Regions from separate parts of the Mus musculus genome. Here region 1 is linked to region 2. The links are chromatin contacts, called in public Hi-C maps. All regions are on one chromosome and are shown on one strand. The core of a region is the stretch at or near the end of the contact, and the rest is flanking DNA. Distances in the headings are between cores, read along the strand shown. Region 1 has its middle 390 kb from the start of Mir6343. Region 2 has its middle 10 kb from the start of Gm32622.

What was found. Hi-C and Micro-C count contacts between places; a contact is called where the count stands out from the background.
Region 1: a Hi-C map of cranial neural crest shows a contact between it and region 2, with 2.7 times the contacts expected there. The contact joins two enhancer-like sites. A contact is called at or near these places in 2 of 484 Hi-C or Micro-C datasets (cranial neural crest and palatal mesenchyme).

What each region holds. Positions count from the first base shown.
Region 1 is chr1:76,893,760-76,897,535 of GRCm38.p6, forward strand. No RefSeq gene overlaps it. Among named protein-coding and RNA genes, the nearest start is that of Mir6343, 390 kb to the left of the region's middle. Within about 2 kb of position 1,987, at least 17 of the 459 cell types and tissues checked have an H3K27ac peak or open chromatin away from gene starts, as enhancers often do.
Region 2 is chr1:75,924,475-75,928,499 of GRCm38.p6, forward strand. No RefSeq gene overlaps it. Among named protein-coding and RNA genes, the nearest start is that of Gm32622, 10 kb to the right of the region's middle. Within about 2 kb of position 1,542, at least 50 of the 459 cell types and tissues checked have an H3K27ac peak or open chromatin away from gene starts, as enhancers often do.

The DNA of each region.
Region 1 (3,776 bases), core at 737-3,236, 970 kb after region 2:
ATAAGAGGGAACGTTAGAGAAAGCCCACAAGCATCAGAGATTTTTATATTTTTAACCCAAAATATCACAGAGCTTCCATTATTCAGCAAGATAAGGCTTCAGAAGAAAACAAACAAACAAACAAAAAAAAAAAGACTGAGAACATGATTATAGGGAAAGGCTCATCTGGCTTTTTCCACATGCAACTGTGATGTATGGGGAAAAAAAATCATTTCAGAATCCAACCATCACTGGGACAAACTGAATATTGGTGTCCTTCAAAGTGCTCTCTAGCCTTTTGTCATCTCTGGTGAAAGTATCTGCCTTCTAGTCTAGCCCCTGATTGGCATTCACAAACAGGTGTGGTCTCCAGACCCATCTCCTGCCCAGAGCCCATCTTGCTCACTACACTTGAAACCCAGATTCTGTTTTGACTTAAGTAACCTACGGAAGTGGGCTAATGGCAGCTCTGATGATAAGAGTCCCCAACACCCCATTCTGGGCTGGCTCAACACCTCATGTTGGTCCATGGTGGTCTTGGATCCCCTAACGGCAGGAACTCATGACTTCTAAGAAATTGTTGTGCTTCAGTTACTGTCTAACCCCAAAGTTTACACTAGTCCGAAGAGTTCCCTAGATCACTCTTTTGTACTGTAATCTTAGAATTCCTAGAGGCTGTTACTATAGAATTTTCCTACATCCAAAGTGGGATTTGGGATAACAAAGATTCCAAGATCTCTCTATTAAATAGAAAAATAGGCCCACTGTACCTTTAAACCGGTCGTGCCATTTTAAATGCCCATCGTCCCAAACCACAGACCTGGGGGCTCTCAGAGAATATTAAACCTGAGAGCAGTGCTGCTCAAACTGAACTTACACAGCCTCAGCCTCACCTGGTGGGCAACCAGGGACCAGGTAAGAGTTTGGGGTTTATGTATTCCCACAATAGCAAATTGGCTTAAAAATGCAGGAAGAAAAAAAATTTTATGTTCATATTAACATCTGGATATTTTGGAGTAGGTTACAAATTTTTACTTCATTTGCGACATGAAAATAAGATTTGAAAGCAACTCCTGCTTGCACTGGCCTCCTAGGCTTCGGTTTATTAACTACCTTAGGGAATGTGTTCATTGTTGCCTGTCACTTGGGGTGTACATCTGGAATTGGGAATCACTGCCTAGTTCTTCATCTTGCAGAAGTGAGAAGCTGCAGCCTTGATTTGGTCAAGGCCAACAATAGGCTCGTTTTAGAACTAACTAAACTTTGCCAATCAATCTTTATATTTTTAAAAAGCTTACAGTACTATAATCCCAGTGAGTATGTAAAATATCAATATATTTTTTAAATGTATTGATCATTGATAGTTTTTTCCCCCCACAGGAGAGAGTAGAGGCTGAATACAATAGAATATTAAGGGTGAATGTGTGTGTATGTGTGTATTTATAGACACAAGTTTTTATGTATAAATATCATGAATCTAGATTTCTGAGCTTTGCAGTAAAGATGCATCAGAGCGAGAAAAATATAACACAAAACAGACCGTTGAGACCACTGAATATGCATTTTCCCATTTTTCAGTTTGGTATTCAATATACTAGTACTCATTAAAATATAAGTGTGGCTCACCTAACCTCAGCCTTTTCCTTGGAAAAAAAAATCATGCCTTCTTAAGTATTTCCATCATTCATGTGAAAATCTAAAAGGGCTAACCATCTTTCCACTCACAGCTGCCTGCAGTAATGGATTATGCCTTTGAACTTGCTAGTAAACTTCACGGTCCTCGTATAAATATCAAACTTGTCAAACTTGCTTTCCAGGGAAGACCGGTAATGAAAGGCTTATCTGTTTGGGGAGTAACTTAATGCCTCAACTTTACCTCAAAGTCCCATCCTGAGAAAATTTCAATGCTAGGGAAGTTCCTGTCACATATCGGGGTCATCTCTGGCTAGGCCTGGAGGCTGCAGTCACTGAAGTTTGGGCCTACTGTTCTCACCACCTTCTACAGAGCCTCCAGCATTGTGCTGAACTCTGGGCCTCTCTTTACTCTCCCCCCTCCCTTTGAGTCAGGGCACCGGAGGATCAAAGAAGCCCAAATACAAGAAGTACAGTGGAAAGACATCAGTGAGGGTGCCGGGATCACCCCAGGGACCTAGGGGTTACCCAGGGTTGTAAGGTGAATGAATATCCAAGCGCTGCCCACCTGGCTCATTACAGGACTCAGGTTGCCTTCCCAAAGCGGCCAAGGGCAATTTCTCTGTCAGGAGATAGCAGTTTTTCCCTTTCTAAGAAATACGGGTATAGAGAGAGAGCAAAGCCCCAGAACTATGTATTTGCAACCAGATAGTAATCCTCACCACCACTTTTAAGCATAAAATTGCAGAGAACAAAAGAGTATGTTTTAAAGATTTGGAACAGAGCAGTACTCAAAGTATGAAGAACGGCTTGTGCCTGGGCCGCCTTCAGCGCTCGCCCCTCACAAGCATTCCCATCGCGATTTCCTAACACAAAGCTTGCTTCACTCTCAGATGTCCTGTTAAATCCTTAACAATCCCCACAAGGTACTGACCGCTTGGGCCACATAAAGAGCCCTCCACGGGAAGATCAGGGGTCTTTGTTTTCCTCGTAGGTAGTTGAGGAATGAGCTTCTAATGAGAACCTTCTGGCCTTCTTCAGACATGAAACTCTGTGATCTCAAGTTTCTGCAGCATGCCCCAGAGAAAGGGCTGAGAGTTTTAACGTATGCAGTGATGCCAGCTAAGGGGAAATACAGGGACCAATTGTGGCCCCCCCAGAGCCACCCCTCAGAATAAATGTTTCTACCTGGCCCTTAATAGAGACATCAGACCTCTTATGATTTTTTTTGCCTCCCCCACCTCCTAACCACTCCCAGATCTGTGGCCAGCTGTATTGTAGTTAAATTTCAAAATCCTCATTTGGCAGCTTTGTACAGTGGTACGGTAATGGTTATAAAGCCCGTGGCGCAAGTTGGAAAGTGGCAGGCACAGATACGCACTTTAAAGGAGGCATAAAACGAACGAAAGACATTACCGATGCAAGACCCAGTATTAACCACATTCATATGAGTTGTGTGTTTGTTCCAATAAACCAATAGTGCTAGATGTAAAATTAGCCTGTAAAACTTTCCACTTTACCATCTACCGTGGCTATGTTCAAACACCAGTGAACAAAGGTGACATATTTCTTTAAACAATGAGTTAAAACAGTGTATGTGACTCACAGCACACATGCATTCACAGTACACCATATATGTCAATACATATATAATATGCAATGTACTGCTGTACATGGAAGGTACATGTGCTTATATAGAATAGGTACAATGATTGTGATTACTAGGGAAATTGAATGAGCTTCTCCTTGCCACTTTAACTTATGTCAAACATTAAAGGAATCTGAAAGGTCTGTGTTTCCCACAGTTGTCCCAGAACACTGCTCTAGAAAGAGAACTGAGGTTTTTGTGGTAAACTTCTCTGGGGTTTATTCTGCCAGGGTACCTTATCTATTCTTCAGACAGAAACATCTGGATTTTTCCCAGGGACCACACCTGTTGATCAAGTCAATTGAACTCAAGAATGATAATTAGGTCATTTGGCCTGGATAATTAGGTCATTTGGTACTCAGTAGTGCTCTAGTTATGCTTGCCTAGGATGCCATGTGAGGCAAACCAACACTGTCAGTTGGGACATTATCTTCTTTTGTTTTCCCTCATGGTACCATAGACTGAACCTAGAGTCTCACATGTGCTAGGCATGCAGCTGACTGCCAAGCTACAGCCC
Region 2 (4,025 bases), core at 292-2,791:
TTCATAATTGTAGCTTGAAGCCTTTGCTGATGTCCTGACCTGCACTCAACCCCCTCAGACCTAAATCCAAGTGCCCCCCAACCCCAACCAGTTGAATGTCTGTCTGCTTCAATGAGGAAAGCTGCCAGGAACTGGCACATAAACCAATGTCTTGTCTTGACCCTAGCTCAAGCCTAGAATGATTAGCAAAAGATCATTAGAAATGGCTGCTTGTTCTCTGCAACATTTAGCATCATAGCCATGGCTTCCTTCCTGATGTAGAAAAGAAATGGAAATGAAACAACACTGTAGTTTTTCAGATGACTTCTTAGCTCTCCCATATAAACCCAGAAGCTCCAGGCTAGAATCCATAAAAGCAAAGAAACGCAGTGCAGGTTACAGGGGCTTCTGGGGTGTGTATCTCCTAATCTGATAATATTTCTAGCCGAATCTACTTCCATTTCTCACCTCTTAACTGACTTTTCAGCTTCTACCCCTACAATTCTTATTTCCCTCAGAAGCAACTCTGATCCTTTTAAGTTGTGAGTCTGAGTGTGTCAACCTTCTGCTCAGTGTCTGGGCCTCTAGTGGCTTCCCATTGTTCTTCTGAGAAGAGCTGAAGTCTTGACAGTGGTCTCTGATGACTGAGGGCAGGGGCTGGACAGCGACTATTTTGGCCTTTGCCGGCCTGGTGTCTGTGTGCTCATCTGCTGTAGCATGAGCAAAGCCATGGAGGATAAGGTAAGGCACAGCACGGCTATAACCCGGCACATTACCACAAAGGGCACGGGGTTGGATCTGGTCCATGCCTGGCAAGCTCCTGTCCCTTTTAGAGATTTGGCCTTAGATACCTCTCAACCCTCTTGCCTTCTGCTCTCGTGCTATGCTTCAGGCCCATGGGCCCCTGCAAATTCGTCACGCTCTCACTTGGGCCTTGAAACTGGCTGGGTTCAATCTAGAATATTCTTCCCCTACAACTTTGAGTGACACATTTTCTTATTTTCTTTGTTTCTGTTTGTGGATCTTTATCGAGAGCTCTCCCCACTCCCTAATCACTTCATCTGAAATAGCAAAACTTACTTTTGGCACGCCATCCTCTTTACCCTGCTTTCTTCTGCTTGGAGACTGTTGCTACCACCTGACATCACCACTCATGGAATGAATAAATGATTCTTTCGGGGAAAATATTACCAGGTGCCTCCTTCATGCCAAGCAGGGAGCCGAAATTCCAATAGAGAACAAAACATAGGCTTTGTTATCGTTGTACACGAGTGGAGCTTAAATAAACATAAACATGGGAGCCAGAGAGAAGTGCTCTGAGTAAAATTAGGCTGGCCAAGGGGGCAGGTTGTGGGGTTCTTTCTCTTCGTTTGCCTTCTGCCTGGCTTCATCTGAGTTAGAGAAAGCCGTCAATCCCTCCTCCCTTTGCTGCATAGTTAGAATCTAAGAAAAACTCAGTGCCGACAGGGGGCGCCACAGCTCTGCAAAGAGGTGAGAGCCAGACCCAGGCTGTCAGGCTTCTGAAAAGGGCAGGAAGGGAGCTGAAGGCTGCAGCCTAGGGACTGGGAAGTTGGAAGTTATGGGATGTAACAGGATCTGAACACTACAGCAGCCTCACCGCAAGTGTTTTCCATGGAGCGCTGCCTAAGCTACGGGGCCTTGCAGAACAATGCGCTTTTAAGTTAGATGCTTAATAAATCAGCCAGGCATGCATTATTATGCCGCAATAGAGCCCTTGTTGTGTCTTAATGCTCAATTAGCCAGTGCAGAATCTGGGTCGGGCTTTCTATCATCTTGGATGTGTGGCGGGAACTGGCCCAGGTCTCATTGCTCTACCCGGGAGTGGATGCTTTTGTATCTTAGCAAAGCCAGGCACTAAGGTTGAAGGGAAGTCACAGATTGGGAGAACTAGACCTTGACACCGACCTTCCTCAAAGTGGTTCAACTCCAGTTGATATAGATGGGAAAAAAATCAGTTCACAGAGAAGTTACTTGGCCCAAATCTTAAGATGAGTGAGATTCAAAGCCTCCTTTCTGATTACTGATTCTGGGTCATATATTAGCTTTCATCAGGCACATTTTCAGGACACCAACGATGCCTTTCCTATGCCTGTGACAGGTGCCATAGACAGTAACGCCTTCCCACTGTCTGATTCTAAGTTAACCACTAGCCAGAAGAAGCCTCATTTATTTGAACACAAATGGATAATCAATTAAGAAAGAGCCAAACAAAGAAACCCCGATTTTTATATTTTATGGACATCCCAAGGGTGAGGGTCCAGTGTCCCCATGGTACCAGATTAAAGACAAGAGTAAAACCTTACCCTTGTTGAACCCTGCCTGCTGCCTCCTGGGTGTTCCGGCATTCTCTGGAGTGGAGACAGGTAGGCACGGCAGCTGCAGAGCATCATAGCTTGAGGGTCTGCTTTCTGCCTTTTACATGTGATTTACATACATGGGCACAGTGCATGCTCCGTAGTCTCTTCTAGCTCATTCCCTCCTCAGAGGGTCAGAGTTGTGCTGAAGTCCCCCAAGACTGCAATTCCTGTTAGGTCTCCATAGTAAGAATGTGTTGACTTTAGTCCTAGTCTATTGACTGTCTGCAAGGCTGTTTACTAGTGCCAGGGGACGCAACCCATGTGACTGGAGAGACCCTGTGGCCCCTGTCAGGCACCCACATCAGTATTTGAAGTGGAACAGTCCTAGATAAGAAACACTAATCAAAACCATAATAAGACACTGCTACTCACCTGCAAGTAGGTTGGCTAAAATGATAAAAGTCTAACAATATTAACATTGGGCAAAGATGTGGGTCAAGTAAACTCATATGGAGTTGGTAAGAGTGTAGGTTGGCATGGTCACCAAAGAGGATCATTGCACAGGAGTATTTAGAGATAAATGCACCCACCTGCACAGTATTCAAGTTTTTATACTCCAAAGTCTTTCTTCAAGGGAAGCCCGTGCATTTGTTCAGCAAGATAAATGTTCCAGATTATTACTTCAGAATAGTAAAAATATTGGAAACTACCCAGGAGGATAAACAAACTATCCAAACGTGCGTGCAAACTGGATGTGCTCTTGCGGTGGACAATGAAAAAGAAAGACTGTAGTACGTATTGAATGACAGAGATAAACGTACAGATGCAACCTGAGGCAAGGGGGAGCTGACACGAGAATCTATACTATAGTGCTCTATATACATAAGAACAAGGACAGACAAGCTAGTCTGTAGTGATACAAACCAGACTCTGTTTACCCCCACAGAGGAGACTGGGTCAGGAAGGGACATGCAGGAGCCTGCTGGGGAGGCAGGAATGCCCTATTGATATGTGACGTCCAGCGAGTCTTCTAAAGTTTGGACACTTACAGTCTATTTGTCAGACCTACATGAAATCAAAGGAGAGCGAGGGGCTTGGGAGAGGAAATCTGCGGAGCCTTCTGGTACTATACCCTACCTCGGGCTTCCAGGACTTAGCCTCTGTTTTCAAACCCCTAACGAACACCACCTTGCAGTGTGGATGATGCTGTTTGGTGCCCAGACATCAGTTCTAGTACTTCCCCTGTCAGCTTAATGTTTCAACATGCCCCAAGCCTGTCGCCTGTCTCTGCTATTTGAATAATATATTCAGGTGTGTCCAGCTTCACACTAAGCTGAGGCTGACAGAATTTTGTCCATGGCCTTCAACCCAGTATGTCATACTTGTGAGAAGATGGTAGTGAGGTTCTTACTGCCTCTCCCTTCCCGCAACTCTCCAGCGCTGCCATACAGTTTTGAGGGGCACCTGGAGAGTGCATAGCGCAGCGGTTCTCAACCTGTGGGTCTTGACTGCTTTTGGGCTTGAATGGGTTGAATGTCCCTTTCACAGGGGTGGCCTAAGACCTTGGGAAAATATGGATATTTATATTATGATTCATAATGGAAGAAACATTACAGTTATGAAGTAGCAAGGAAAATAATTTTATGGTTGGGGGTCACCACAACATAAGGAACTATATATTAAAGGGTCACCGCATTACAAAGGTTGAGAACCACTGTTGTAGAATTA